2 separate regions of the Mus musculus genome follow, and region 1 is linked to region 2. A link is a contact called in public HiChIP or PLAC-seq data. All regions are on one chromosome and are shown on one strand. Each heading gives the region's core, a stretch centred on a gene start, on an enhancer-like site or on the middle of the called end of the contact. The rest is flanking DNA. Distances are from core to core; before and after follow the strand shown. Region 1 overlaps Hspa4l (heat shock protein 4 like). Region 2 holds the start of 1700017G19Rik (RIKEN cDNA 1700017G19 gene).

Region 1 (6,818 bases), core at 117-2,616, 240 kb before region 2:
AATTGACAAACCTCCTCCAACAAAGTCACAATTCCTAATCCTTCCCAAATAGTTCCACCAACTGGAGACCAAGTATTTAAACATATGAACCTATTGAGAAACACTTGTATTCAAACCACCACAAATAAAAAAATAAAACAAAATAAAAAATAAACAAAGAAACAAACTTCTAAAATTGTGAAAGTAAAGGCCAAAAGAACCCGTCAATCATTGGATGCCAAATATTTTGTTAAATTATCCTTCGTACCTGGCTCAATTAGTTCTCTGCTCTTTGCTACCTGCTCTATTGTCACACACCATGTCACATTAGAAGAACAGTTCTTTCTGAAATAACTGAGTGACAATGAAAATTTCATGAATTCACATTCAGTGGTTCTCTAACATATGAACCCCAAATGAAAATTAAGAACAAACAGCAGTTCTAAGAGTGCAGACAAGAGCAAAGCATACAAGAAAAGAGATCCAAGAGCAAATCTGCAGAATTATATGTAATCAGTCAATTTCCAGGCTAGAATTTAAGCCTTTTGGTTATAATTTTTTTAAAAAAAAACCTACTTTACTTTTATAACAATACAGAACAAAAGAATACACAAGAAATAACACCCTTCCCACAAGACTAGAGCTGGCAGCTGGGCAGCTGTCTATAGGTCATAAGTCAGAGATCTCCAGGATATCTAACCCTTCTCTCCAAGAAATGAGAAAACAGTCATAATCCCATGATTAGGGAGTCACTACTCTGCAGGCATGGCTCTTCAGTAGTTTCTTCTTGAGGGGACACCACACTACGATGCAAGAACAAGTGGTGCTAATTTTCCAACAGACTCACACACACTCCATGAATACAGAATATCCACAGGGTACAGGGCTGCCCAGCATGAAATGCAAAAGCATCCTTCCATGTAGTGATGTGTGTATTCAACTGAGAATCAGGGCTGTTGGGCCACTACATTTATCAGACTTCAACAAGACTCACTGATGAAAAAGTATAGATGAATATACTTAAATTTAGTTAGAGAGAGAAAAAAAGAAAAATCCACCTTTGTTAATAAGTTAAAATTCAAGACTAGAGGCCAAGAATTACGTACGGCCACTTATACAAAACTACCTATAATTTCAACGATGGCATTTCCTTTCATTTTGTGATTCTAAGGATTCCATTATAGTACTATGGAGGTAGTACCACAAGGCTATGCATCTGGACAGATGGCAGACACAGAACAGCACAGACACATAGTACTCACAGACAGACAGATTGCAAGCACTACATAGCTACAGAGACCCCAGGGGACTCTCCCACAGGCCTGGCAGCTCACAGGTCTCTGCAGCAGCAGGTTGCAGGGATGTAGCTGCTATGAGTCATCACACTGCTGTGGGCTTCATAGTGCTGCAGCTGCCACTGAGTCACCTATGCTCCTGGAACGCCCTCCTTTACTCATACTTGAGAAGTGAGTGCTAGGGTTCATTAAAAAAACAAAACCAGCTTCTAGGAGGTTTTCATCAGTAAGAGCAAAGTTAAGAAACTTGCTGACGGTCATTCTTTTTGTTGTTGTTGATGTGTATTATGTATGTATGTATGTATGCATGTATATGAATATGTATGTGTATATATATGAAAATTATATGAATATATTATATATATTATATGAATATATATAATGAGAATGTTTAGATTTATTTTGATGTATTTATGTTTTGTCTGCATGTATGTCTGTGCACCATGTGCATACTTACTATACTCAGAAATCAGAAGACGAGGTCAGATCTCCTGCCACCGGTTTCTGGTGGTTGTGGCCCACCTATGGGTGCTAGAAACTGAACCTGGATCTTCTGCAAGAGTAGCAAGTGCTCTTCATTGCTGAGCCATCTCTCCAGTCCTGCCTTGATGGTTATGCTTTTAAGAGGCAGACTAAGACTTTCAGTCCACTTGTTAAGGGCTTTATATACTATGTGCTCTCACTCGTCACAGTTATAAATAGAAAGTAACTGAGCTACTTACTTTCAGTTTTCCTTTGTTAAAAGCACAAACAGAGACCTGGTAGGCAGAATGTCCCATGTCGATAAACACAACATTCCTTGGTTTCTCATCTAATGAGGGAAGATCCTGCTTATAAATTCCATATGCCAGTGCAACTGTGTGAGAACAAATATTAAGTTAAATGTTGTATAGCTTTGGAGAACAAGACAAAGAAAAGTCATTTTTACACGGTACTCTAATATACAGTATGGTAAAATATAGATTCAACCTACAATAACTTTTCATAAATTACTTAAGTGTTTTATTTTCGTGACTCATCTGAAAAGTTACAGCAGTAACGGCTCTTCAAGTTCAAATATGAATTCAAACTCTGTATTCCAAAACAACAAATTATAAATAATACAAGAGTTTGTACAAATAATACAAGAGTTGTAGATAGAAAATGCTAACTCTTTAAGGTAGCCATCACCAACCTGCAGTGGTTTCATTCATCAGCCTCAGACAGTTTAGGCCTGCAACCTGGGCTGCGGCCATCACGGATCTTCTCTCTGCGTCGGTGAAAAAGCTCGGGATCTGGCAAGAACAGTCATAAGTTACTGCGCCACAGACTTAATAGTAACTGCAGGAAAACATGCGACTTTAAATCAACATCAAATGCTAGAGTGGATTCTTAAATTGGATACTTTCTACGCCATGCAGACTGGATTTGGAGTGTGAACACAAATGCGATTAGTATGGCAGACCACCAGTTTTGTTTGCCTCAAAGAAGCAGTGTTAGTCTGTTTGCTGCACTTTAGCTTGCTCTCTCTAAGGCTCATTAGTGTGACCCTTGTGGAGGTAGACTTAGTTAAAGATGCTTAAGGGAACTGAGAGGTATTGGTCTAGAAAGGAATGATGGACTCCACTTCTGTCTGGACTCTTGTGTGGCAGTCTGGTCTTTTCTTCATACATATTCTTGCCAACGATGCTGTAATGTCCTCACTACAGGACAAACTAATAGAATTGCCCATTATTAATATTCATCCTTCAGAACTATGAGCTAAATAAACCAGTTTTGTAACAAAGGTACGCTGTCTCCATTATTTTGATACAGTACTGAAAGCTTGACTAATATGTTAGACTATTTAGGAAGGTGGCATACACCTTTAATCCCAACACTTGGGAAGTAGAGGCAGGAGGATCTCTGAGTTTGAGGTGAGTGAATTTCAGGTCATTCAGGGCTACTACACTACTACATAGTAAGAATTCATCTAAAAAAAAACCACCTAAAATAAGTTAATTTAATACTAGTCCATATTTAATAATAGTAAACTGAAGCCCTAAGACTATACTGAAATAAGGTTAGGTATATCTAATATAGTATATCCATATAGTAGAATCCTATATAGCTAAGATCAGCTAGATCTCTATTGCCACGAAATAGTATATTATGCTAAAAAAAAAAAAAGGAAAGAAAAAGAAAGGAGAGGAGAGGAGAGGAGAGGAGAGGAGAGGAGAGGAGAGGAGAGGAGAGGAGAGGAGAGGAGAGGAGAGAAGCAGAGCAGAGCAGAGCAGAGCAAAGCCAAGCCTTGCAGGGGCTGGAGAGATGGCTTGTTGGTTAACAGCACATGCTGTTCCTGAAGAGTACTAGAGTTCTGTTCTCAGTACCCAGATCAGGCAGAACTCCCTGTAACTCCAGTTCCAAAAAATTTGAGGCCCTCTTTTGGCCTCTATGGCATGACACACACATGGCACACACATAGACAAGCAGGTACACACACACAACAACAAAAAATGCTATGGAGAGCATAATTTCATTTCTGTGAAATGTATATACAGAAAGAAGATGAAATCCAAGTGTTTCCAAGGAGGGAAAATATATATTATAGTAAACTATGAAAAAACCTATTTTATAACCATCAAAAATACTGTGTTTAAACTAAAATGTTAACATCCAGTTTAAAATATATACTTGCTTATTCTTACTTATGTCAAGATAAGAAATACTTTAATTTAGCCCAAAATTTAAAAAAATTATTGAATATTTTAATGTACAAAAGAACTCAGTGCCTTGATAACCTCAAGGTTGCTGGGATTCTTGGTATAAGTTACAATACCCATCTCACTGTTTCTCTCATTAGGATGTGTATGTGGGGGTTGTACAACATCATAGTGTTTTTATAAAAGTCAGAGGACAGCCTGTGGAAGCAGCTCTCTTCTTTCACCTTCACATGGGTTCAGAGGGCTGAATGCATGGCCCCAGGTTTGAGTGGCAAGTGCCTTGCCTCACTGAGCCATCCCATTGCCCCCAACTTAAGCAATTTGTTTGCTGGTTTTTTTTTTTTTTTTTTTTTTTTTTTAGACAGGTTTTCACTATATATATATTGGCTATCCTAGAACTCACTATATAAATCAAGCTGGCCTTTAATGCAGAGATCTGCCAGGCTCTGCCTCCTGGGTCCTGAGATTAAAGGCACATGACATCATGCTCAGCATAAGTTTTAAGTTTTAAGTCAGCAGTCTTTAGTTTGGTTGTGTTGCGTTTGATGCCTATTTTGTTTGTCCTGGATATCAGTATTCTTCTCCTTAAAAATCTATAAGTGAATGAATATGTATGGTTCATAGAATACTCATGGGGTAATTTATAAAACACATGTTTTTGTAGCTGTTATAGTAACTCACAGACTAGACCTGTCTTCATAATGCCAATGACTATGACAGACAGACTTTAGGACACCTGTACCAATCTTAAACATATTCAAAGTGGTAACACTGCAAGCACACTCTTGGAAATGAATTACCTTACATTTCTCAATATGAAAACTAGGATGTAATAGTCTACCCGTATGAGGGAATCTCTGAGGTTTACTAAATGTGTTAATACACATAAACTACTACAGTGCCTAGTCAATGATCAACACTACTAACTGCTATTTATAAATGTTCACAAAGTAAAATACCACGCTGTAACATTTCTTTCAAATTGAATTCAAGTAATGAGGATATTTGATGGTTATGTTTACTGAACAGTTCATAATCTAATTCTTTTTTCTGATATGAAACTCTTCAACTTATGTGTAGTCAACTTTAATATATTTACATTAAGTTAAAACATGTAAGTTAAAAGGTAGTTAACATTATTCAATGAGATTTCAAGAGAAGCTATGGTAGATAAATATTTTATTAAGGTCCTTAAAAAAGAATTCTTAAAAAGGGGTGGGGTTGGTGGGGATAAAAAAGGATTCTTAAATATCTGTTTTTTTCCTGAGACAGAGTATCTATAACTTCAAATTCCCACCTGTAACCTCACATCACTAACTCTGAATTTTTAATTTTTTCCCTAAAACATTAATGTATTTAAAGTTGGGAAGTTAAAATCTATTTAGGAAGATTATCTTTTAAAAAGATTTTTAAAGTTACATTCATTTAGTGTGTATCTTCATACGGATTTGGGTGTGTACATGTGTGGGAGGAGGCACAAAGGCAGGATTAGAGGACAGCCCTCAGGAATTAGGTCTCTCTGTCACCATGCGCACTCTGGGGACCAAACTCATGGCCTCTGTCTTGGTGGCAAGTGCTTTCACCTCCTAAGTCTTCTCACTTGTCCCTTAGGAAGAATCTCACACGTGTCAGTGGCAGCAGCCACTAAAATAATAAAACACAATGGGCTTTGAAGGTTTGCTGATTATCAGAACCGACTTGATACAATTCTAAACTTTACCAAATAAGGCAGCTTTTAACAAAGAAAAGGAAATATAAGTTATTTTCTGGCCAAAGGGAGAAATTACAAAGAGAACCCCCCTTTTTTATTGACATCAATGTACTGCTGCTCACCGAGATCACACAGTCAGCCACTGGCTTCTTCAGAGCATTTTCTGAGGTCTCTTTAAGCTTAGCCAGCAACATCCCAGTGACTTGCTCAATTGCAAAGGGCCGCTCTTCTTCCAGGTACCGCACCTACAACCAAGATTGACATGCTGAGAGTCACCCACTCACACAGCATGTGCCTTAGCGTCATCTATATGTCACGCCACAGTGGAAATGAGTTGGTTCCTTACATATAGTAACTAGTAACACTAGACATGCCTCTCACCTTTAGCTCCACACAAAGCACACTACTTTGAAGGGACTGCTTAGGTCCCTGTCCTTAAAACCATTAATTTTTATCATTCATTTTCCAAGTATGAAATAAATAATGAAGAAAAAAGATAAAATTCTTTTTTTTAAAAAATTAGTACTCTACTCAGCTTAAAATTAAAGCTTCAGTCACATGTTTTTGAAAACAAGAAATTTAAGACACAGGGAAAACAAAGGGAAAAATCCATTTTAAGAATATGTAACATGTATTACATCAAAGTTCCCAGGAATAAGTATGGATTAAGTATAAAATTCAAAATTAATGGAGACAGGTTTGTGCCTAACTGTGCTGCATTTAGGGATGGGAGATAAATCTGAGCAAGTAACCTGAACTTTATTTTTTTAAGATTTATTTATTATATGTAAGTACAATCTAGCTGTCTTCAGACACTTTTCTTTTCTCTGCATTTATTTATTATATGTAGGTACACTGTAGCTCTTTTCAGACATCCCAGAAGAGGGCGTCAGATCTCATTATGGATGGTTGTGAGCCACCATGTGGTTGCTAGGATTTGAACTCAGGACCTCTGGAAGAGCAGTCAGTGCTCTTAACCGCTGAGCTATCTCTCCAGCCCCCAAACCTGTATTTTAAAGTAACTTAACCTTTATGACACATTTAAAAAGCAATACAGAACAGGGCTAGAGAGGTGGCTTAGCAATTAAGTGCAGGGACTATTCTTCACAAGCTGGATTCAACTCCCAGCAACCACATGGCAGTCCACAGGGA
Region 2 (6,990 bases), core at 3,093-5,592:
GGCTCCACAGCATCTAAGGAACAAACGGAAGCTCAGTAGCCCGTATGTGGTGGTGCACACCAGCCTGTCATCCCCTCACTCAAGATGAGGCAGGCAGGTCATTCGAGGGCAGGCTGGGGTAGAGAGAGACAATTTGTCTTAAACAACAGAAGGGGATATAGAGGAAAGACGGAAGGAGGGGAGAAGTAAGAGGGGGTGGTGAAGGAGGGGGCCAGGCTTGCTCGCCTGACATGGGCTTCTTTATTAGAGGGTTATCAATAGACATTACTGCAACATCTGGATGTTGTACCGTGGGGTCCAAAGCTGGACCAAAGCAACAAGGACAGATGGAGTCTGGGTGCTTTACGACTTCCAAGACCCTTCTCCAGCCTCGCTGGTTGTCTCTGGAGTCCAAGCCACCGCTGGCTCACCCACGCAGCCTTACTGCAGTGGCCATCTGTGCTTTCTGTGCCTTAGAGAGAACATGCAGCCCAGGACAGTGAATGGCCAGCAGCTCAGTGGGCCAGTACTTGCCTAACTCATGCCGAGCTCTGGGTTCTATCCATAGCACTGTCAAAGAAAATCAAAGTCCTAATCACTGGCTTCTCTCTATGTTGTGCCCTTCTGCTGCAAGGACAACACATACCTAGCAAGTCTAGATCTTAATTGTCTAAGTAGCCAGGGCAATGTATTCACGTAACTAAGAAGTGAAGAAATGAGAGGAGATATACACTGACATAAGGCAGTGGCTGCACGGGACGCAGGTGTCTTCATGGTTACATTAAAATCATGCCATAAAATTTAAAAACTGTGCCACTTCCAAAGCCAAAGCCAAAGCCAAAGCCAAAACCAAAGCCAAAGCCAAAACCAAAACCAAAACCAAAACCAAAACCAAAACCAAAACCAAAACCAAAACCAAAACCAAAACCAAAACCAAAACCAAAACCCCACAGTATTTCAACTGATGAAAACCAAACCCTTTCTTCACAGGGTAAAACAAATCAACTGAATGATGTAAATATTAGCAAGAAACACCAGCCTGGAAGTAAATGGCTATGGACTGTTCACATGATCTAACACGTGGATTAATGCTAACCTCCAGAGACAAGGTTCCTGGACAGCCGTTTCTGGGTATCGGGAAGCCATTCTTTCAAAGGTGTTTTCTCTCTGAGTTGTATGTGTTGTTTAATTTTAAGGAAGTTATGATTGTTCAAGTCCATACTACACTTAAAAGTGCAGGCTATAATAACTTGAAAAGACCCTTCAGGTCGAAATACAAGGTGATGTCACGATGCTTTGAAGCAAGTAGGAGTCTTCCCAGTGTGCCATCGACTGTGCAGCGCAGGTCTCCTGGACCTACAGAGCACAGGGGTCTTGAACCACCCAAGCATAGAGCAAAAGTTGGACTCGCTACTTTTGAAATCTCCTGACTAGAAAGGTATTGGGGAAATTAGTGATTGGCTTTTTCAGAAACCGAAATATTGAAATCTCACTTTCTTTTAATATAGTAATTCATTTAAGGGTATGAGGGTAATAGGGTATTACACCTAGAGGAGAAAGTCTCAAAATTTTTAAAATGAGCTAGTGTGAAAAACTCATTGGCACTGAATATGGATCCTGTATCCCAATATTATTATTGTTTTAATTATATATATATATATATATATGGGCATTTTGCCTACATATCGGTTCACCATGTGCATGCAGTACCTGAAGCGACCAGAAGAGGGCATCCGGTCCCTGGAACTGGAGTTCCAGATGCTTGTGAGCCATCATCATGTGTCTTAAACGCTGAGCCATCTCCCCACCCATAATGGATAACAAAAATCAAATGAATCTTGTCAAATCTGTTTATCTTGCTTGGATATTCCTGATTTTTCAACATGTTGTTCCTTTGGATAGTGAGCACTCATAAGTTAGCTATTGCATCTGTTTAACTCACAGCATGGAGTTTTTCCATGGTTCTTGGAGGAAACGAAGACTTCTTAGTTTTGTTGGAAGACCTTCGGCAACTCGGTTCTCACAAACTCCTCTGATCTTTTATGATCACTGTCTTGATTATTTTTTGGCAATTTCATACTACCTAGCGTTACCTTGGAAGAGGAACCTCAACTGAGAAATAACTTCCATCAGATTGGCCTGTATGCATGTCTGTAGGGTATTTTCTTGGTTACAGATGGATGTGGGAGGGCCCACCGGGAGGACCCATCCCACTGTGGGTGACGTCATCCCTGGGTAATGAGCCTGGGTAGTAAGAGAAGGCAGGCTGAGCCAACCTAGGAAAGCAAGCTAGTAAGCGGTGTGTCTGTGGTTTCTACTTCAGCTCTTGCCTCCAGGTTCCTGTCCCGAGTTCGACTTACCTGGATGACAGACTGAAACCTGCAAGCCAAATAAACCCTTTCCAAGTTGCTCCTGTTCGTAGTGTTCCTCACAGAGCAGAGAGCAGACTACGTTATTCACCTTTCCCCTAGCTAGGCTGAAAACACAACGTTTAGAATTTGACATCCTCTCTCACCTGCCATTCTCTGTAAAAGCAAACTCCTCCTTAAAACCTTGTTTTAAAATTTTAATTTAATTTTAATTTTGTTCCACACTCCCCTTCTGTGGCGTCTCGGGTCAGGTGGAGTGTAGCTTCATGGCAGGGTCTTTTCTATCTCCTAGACTGCATCAGCTGTTAGATTCTCTTGCTGAGGCTCCCGAGACCCTTCCTTCCCTAGTTCATCCCGTCAGTACTCTGTCTCAGCGACAAGAAACAGATGAGGACACGCATGCATCATCTCACACTGTGTCCCGTGGTCTGTGCAATCATTAAATACCAGCTGAAAGTAAAAACTGGATTTCTAACTCCATCCTTAGCAGGTCTCTCACTGGTGTCACTGATTTTATTCTTATATTTAGGCATTTTTATTACAATATTCTTTTAAAGATCTTTCCCTGGGATCATAATGAAAGCGCCGTAAAGCACAGCACAAACCATCCTCCTCCTAACACATTCCTTCTCCTGGTCCAGGCCATGGGCTGCAGTGTGTGTTTTGTGTGCTGCCTTCTTTGGGGAGTGGGCACAGAAAGGTTGTTAAGAATACTGTTTTTGGGCTGGGGAGACAATGCAATTGAAAAAGTGCCTCCCTTAAAAAGCTTGAAGATCTGAAACCCACCACTTTTCATGCCAACCTAAAAATTTAATTTAAAAAGCAATTTATCTTTGACTTTATTTTAGTGATTTAATTGTTTATTTTGTCTTGGTGGCTTTTTTAAAAAATAGCATTGCAATTTGATCAGTCTGTGATAACTGGGAGAAAAATCAGGTTTACAAGTAGTTTGTAAATACGATGTGAAATCATTCAGGTGATTTTAAAAGATGATTTAAGAGATTTCAAACAATCAGCATAACCCATGTTAAATTAAGAAAGGACGAAAGGAAGGAAGGAAGGAAGGAAGGAAGGAAGAAAGAAAGAAAGAAAGAAAGAAAGAAAGAAAGAAAGAAAGAAAGAAAGAAAGAAAGAAAAATCCCCTTTTAGGTTTAAAAAAAGCAAAAGAGCGCCACCTTGTGGTTTTCAGAAGTAATGTCCAATTTGTATTTGCTGATTTGGAATCCTCTACAGCAAAGCTGTTGATGCAGCTCCTGAATCATATGGAATTAGTCCATCTTACGATTATCTATTTTTTTGGGGGGGGGGAAGTGTCTTGTTTTAATACTGGAAGGTTCTAGAGACTTCTCTTTCACACCTTCCCTGCACACTGCGTGTGATGGGGAAATTACACCGGACGGACAGTAGGGGTGAAATCCCTACTTTCTTTGGCTCCTGGTGAGGTCACGCCTCCCCTAGGCTGCTGACCTAGCACAGGAGGGCTGAGATAGACCGCACCCTGGGGGAAAGATGGACTCTGTCCACTTAGGACAGCTGTCCTGGACTTTTAGTTCCTTCTTTTCATGCAAACATTTCCCTTTACAGAATCCTTGTATATTCGACTCTGCTTTGGTGCCTGCTTCTCTAAGACTATCTTGAGATCCCATCTGAAAGTCTCATGGAAAGTGAGGATGTGGAGACAGGAGACTTAGATTCTAGGATTTGGACTACCTTGTTATCAGTACCTAGTGCTGAAAGGGCAGGTGTTCTAGAATACCGGTGGGCTCAGAAGCTCCAAGATCACAGGCAGTACTTCTGACGTAGCCTCTGCCTTACGTCACTGCAGCCACGATGGCTTTTGTATAACCCTGACGGTGCGATGCGTCAAGTCAAATCCCCTTCTAGAATCACACTTCTGTGAAGAGCCATGGGTGTCATCTCCGTAAACGCACAACGCATCATGTTGATTGTTACGTTTAAGCATAAGGGCCAGTTCCTCTAGGGAGACAGATTCGTTGGACTTTTATCACTGAAATGGGAAGCATGCTATTGTACCGCCACTGAGGACTGTCCGTGTTGTGCCGGGGCAGAAGAAGGTTTATGGTTCTTGACAGAAAAGCCACGGTAGTTACAGCTTTAAAAACTGCAGAACGGTCTACCGCACTCTTGCTTGTCCCCTGACACCACATGGTGCCAGGACCCTAGGAAAATAAGGTCGAGAGGCAGAGGCAGAAAGGAAACAAACAACACAGCAAGGGGGTGGAGAGTTCAGAGAGAGCCTCTGCCTTGCTGCTGGGTGACCTCAAACCTGGGTGAGTCACATGCCTTCTTTAGCTTGTTTCTGTATCTGGCAGAGAAACAAATATCCATCTTAGATTGAAGGCAAAACAAAACATCCCCTTCCCCCCAAAACCCACTTGAGAACATTTAAAACGAAGCACATTTGTCTACTGAGGTTTTATTATTATTGCTAACTTTATTTTTATGAAATTATCTGCTAAAGAAAACAATTAGGCATCTTAATCTTTTATTAGGAATTATTTGCACCCCACTCCCTCACACCTCCACCCCTCACCCCAATACCCCCACCCCATCCCCCACCTCTGCAGGCAACACTGGCTTTGAACTTGCTACATAGCTGGGCTTGACCTCCTATTCCTTCTGTTTCTACCCCTAGGTGTTGGGCTTACAGGTATGAGCCTGACTCAGAGATGTCTTTGAAATATTCTGAATCAATTATTTAAATAGAAATATTGACTTTCCTTTCCTCCTGCTCTGTAAATTATGTGGATTATTTACTAATAAAAATCATGTTATTTAATTACACTTCAAAGGTTAAGACAGAATAACTATGAGTTAATTTGAGTGCCTGACCTGTAGGAAGCAGAAAAACAGGGGTAAAGGAAGGTCATTTGGTACTGCCTGACTGCGGAAGCAGGGGATGAAAGCGGACATCTTTGTAGACAAGCAATAAATAACATTTTTTTCTCCAATAGAATTTTTGGTGTTCTTTCAGTCCTTTTTTTTTTTTTAAAAAAACCTGTTAATTTGTCTCTACAAATTATATTTTAAGACTATAATCTTGATATTATATCCTGCCTGACTTATTCATTTGTAATTAAAACATAAAATGATAGCGCCCAACTCTTCTTTATGTCTTATGCAATCCTGAAACATATGACGTTACTATGAAATACTTGATATTGCACTCTGCTTAATCTAAGCAAGAAGAGAGTGACAATCTGAGACGCTCAGGAATGCACAGGGCTTGGGTGGGTACAGGGAGTCAGCTCAGGTCATCTGAGGAACACCATTCCCCCCCCCCCCCCCCGTTTGGTCCAAGCTTCGTATTCCTGGGTTAGAGTCTGGCCAAGGTTGTCTTCTGTGCCCATTCCTTGGTCCTCAGATTGTGGAGTGTCAGTTCTACAGAAGATGAACAGCCGGATGGTTCTTATTCTTTCCACGACTTCTTGGAATGATTGCTGGTATGTAGAGAGTTACGGCAGACACACTGGAGCACTGCAGTTTGGCACCTTCCCAGGTAAATTATATCCGTTTCCTGTTTTCTTTCTCCAGAAGGGCCATTACCAACAAGGGCACTCACTCCTCAGGGGCACTGGATGCATGTGCAAATGGAGTTTATATTGTAGAAATAGAAGCTCTTTGTAGGCACACACAGGAGTGGCTCTTGAGACAAATTGTATGTTGCGTCTTTGAGAATGACTCTTGCAACTGCTTTAGGGTGTTATTAGCTGGAAAGGAGGCCACATGGGCACACTATGTATATCCAAAAAATTTACAGGTACTTCTCTGATCTTCACCACTTTGATCTTCACCTCTCTGATCATATAATACTGTGATATCTATTATTTAAGCAATATACTATAATGTGTAAAACACTTTAGTTATTCAAATTTTATTATGTATGAGTTATCTACTTATTTTTTTGCTTTTGAGACAGCCTCACTTCATAGCCTATGCCCTCTTGTAACTCATTAGCCCAGGCTAGCCTTCTACTGCTGATCCTCCTGCCTCAGCCTCCCATGCACTGGGATTAAAGGTGTGAGTCTGGCAATTTTTAAGTCCTTTTGAACTCTTATTTTAACAGACAATTTATCTTTCTCTTCTTCAAACATGTATTCCAACAAACACTAGAGGGCATTCATCGCTCTTCTCAAAAACCTAAAATGCCATGGCTTAACAAAGCTGAGGAAATGATGGTTTTCTTCATATTTTTATCCCTAAATTTTTGTGCTTTTACATACATTTTTTTCTCTAAGTTGGGTAGCTATGATATGAACATATCCTTCCCGGCCTTCGGAAACTAATTTTTCACATTAGGTGAAAATCTAATGGAAGTCAGGTAAATTTCAAGACAGGCTGTGTAACTCAAGAAATTGTCATCTGGGTATTTGAGTTCTGTCAGCGAGTGCTTTCATTTCTGAGGACAGGTACAGCTCATTCGACAGCTCCCCACTTTGAGGTGAGCGCTCTCCTGAGGAATGCCAGTCTGGCTGGTGCAGAGGGTGGAGGCCACAGAGAGCCCCAAGAGAAAGGCAAGGAGGATTCTCTCTGACAAGGATCTGGAGAACAGTGGACATGAACCCTTCGGTTTTATCTGATGGGACATCTCAGGCTAATGGTTGAAAGGACAGTACTATGA

The links. HiChIP or PLAC-seq counts read pairs in DNA pulled down with a chosen protein or histone mark.
Region 1: a contact with region 2 is called in a BATF HiChIP or PLAC-seq map of CD8 T cells, with 5 read pairs. The contact joins the enhancer-like site here to the promoter of 1700017G19Rik in region 2. A contact is called at or near these places in 20 of 39 promoter capture datasets (the C10 cell line, the HPC-7 cell line, HPC-7-derived erythroid cells and 13 more), 1 of 15 datasets of contacts at CTCF or cohesin (large pre-B cells), 31 of 484 Hi-C or Micro-C datasets (the AML12 cell line, the C2C12 cell line, the G1E-ER4 cell line and 21 more), 12 of 115 datasets of contacts at active chromatin or transcription factors (CD8 T cells, bone marrow-derived macrophages, craniofacial prominence and 9 more) and 4 of 9 other capture datasets (adipose tissue, liver, macrophages and 1 more).

What each region holds. Positions count from the first base shown.
Region 1 is chr3:40,756,094-40,762,911 of GRCm38.p6, reverse strand. It overlaps Hspa4l (heat shock protein 4 like), which reads right to left. Exons shown (of 19, transcript NM_011020.3): 4 at 5,789-5,911; 5 at 2,449-2,548; 6 at 1,997-2,130. Among named protein-coding and RNA genes, the nearest start is that of Hspa4l, 14 kb to the right of the region's middle. Within about 2 kb of position 1,366, at least 39 of the 459 cell types and tissues checked have an H3K27ac peak or open chromatin away from gene starts, as enhancers often do. A contact at or near this core is called in the C2C12 cell line, CD8 T cells, Th1 cells and 1 more, where this site is marked.
Region 2 is chr3:40,520,264-40,527,253 of GRCm38.p6, reverse strand. 1700017G19Rik (RIKEN cDNA 1700017G19 gene) reads left to right here and starts at 4,342. Exons shown (of 6, transcript NR_040445.1): 1 at 4,342-4,639; 2 at 5,734-5,868.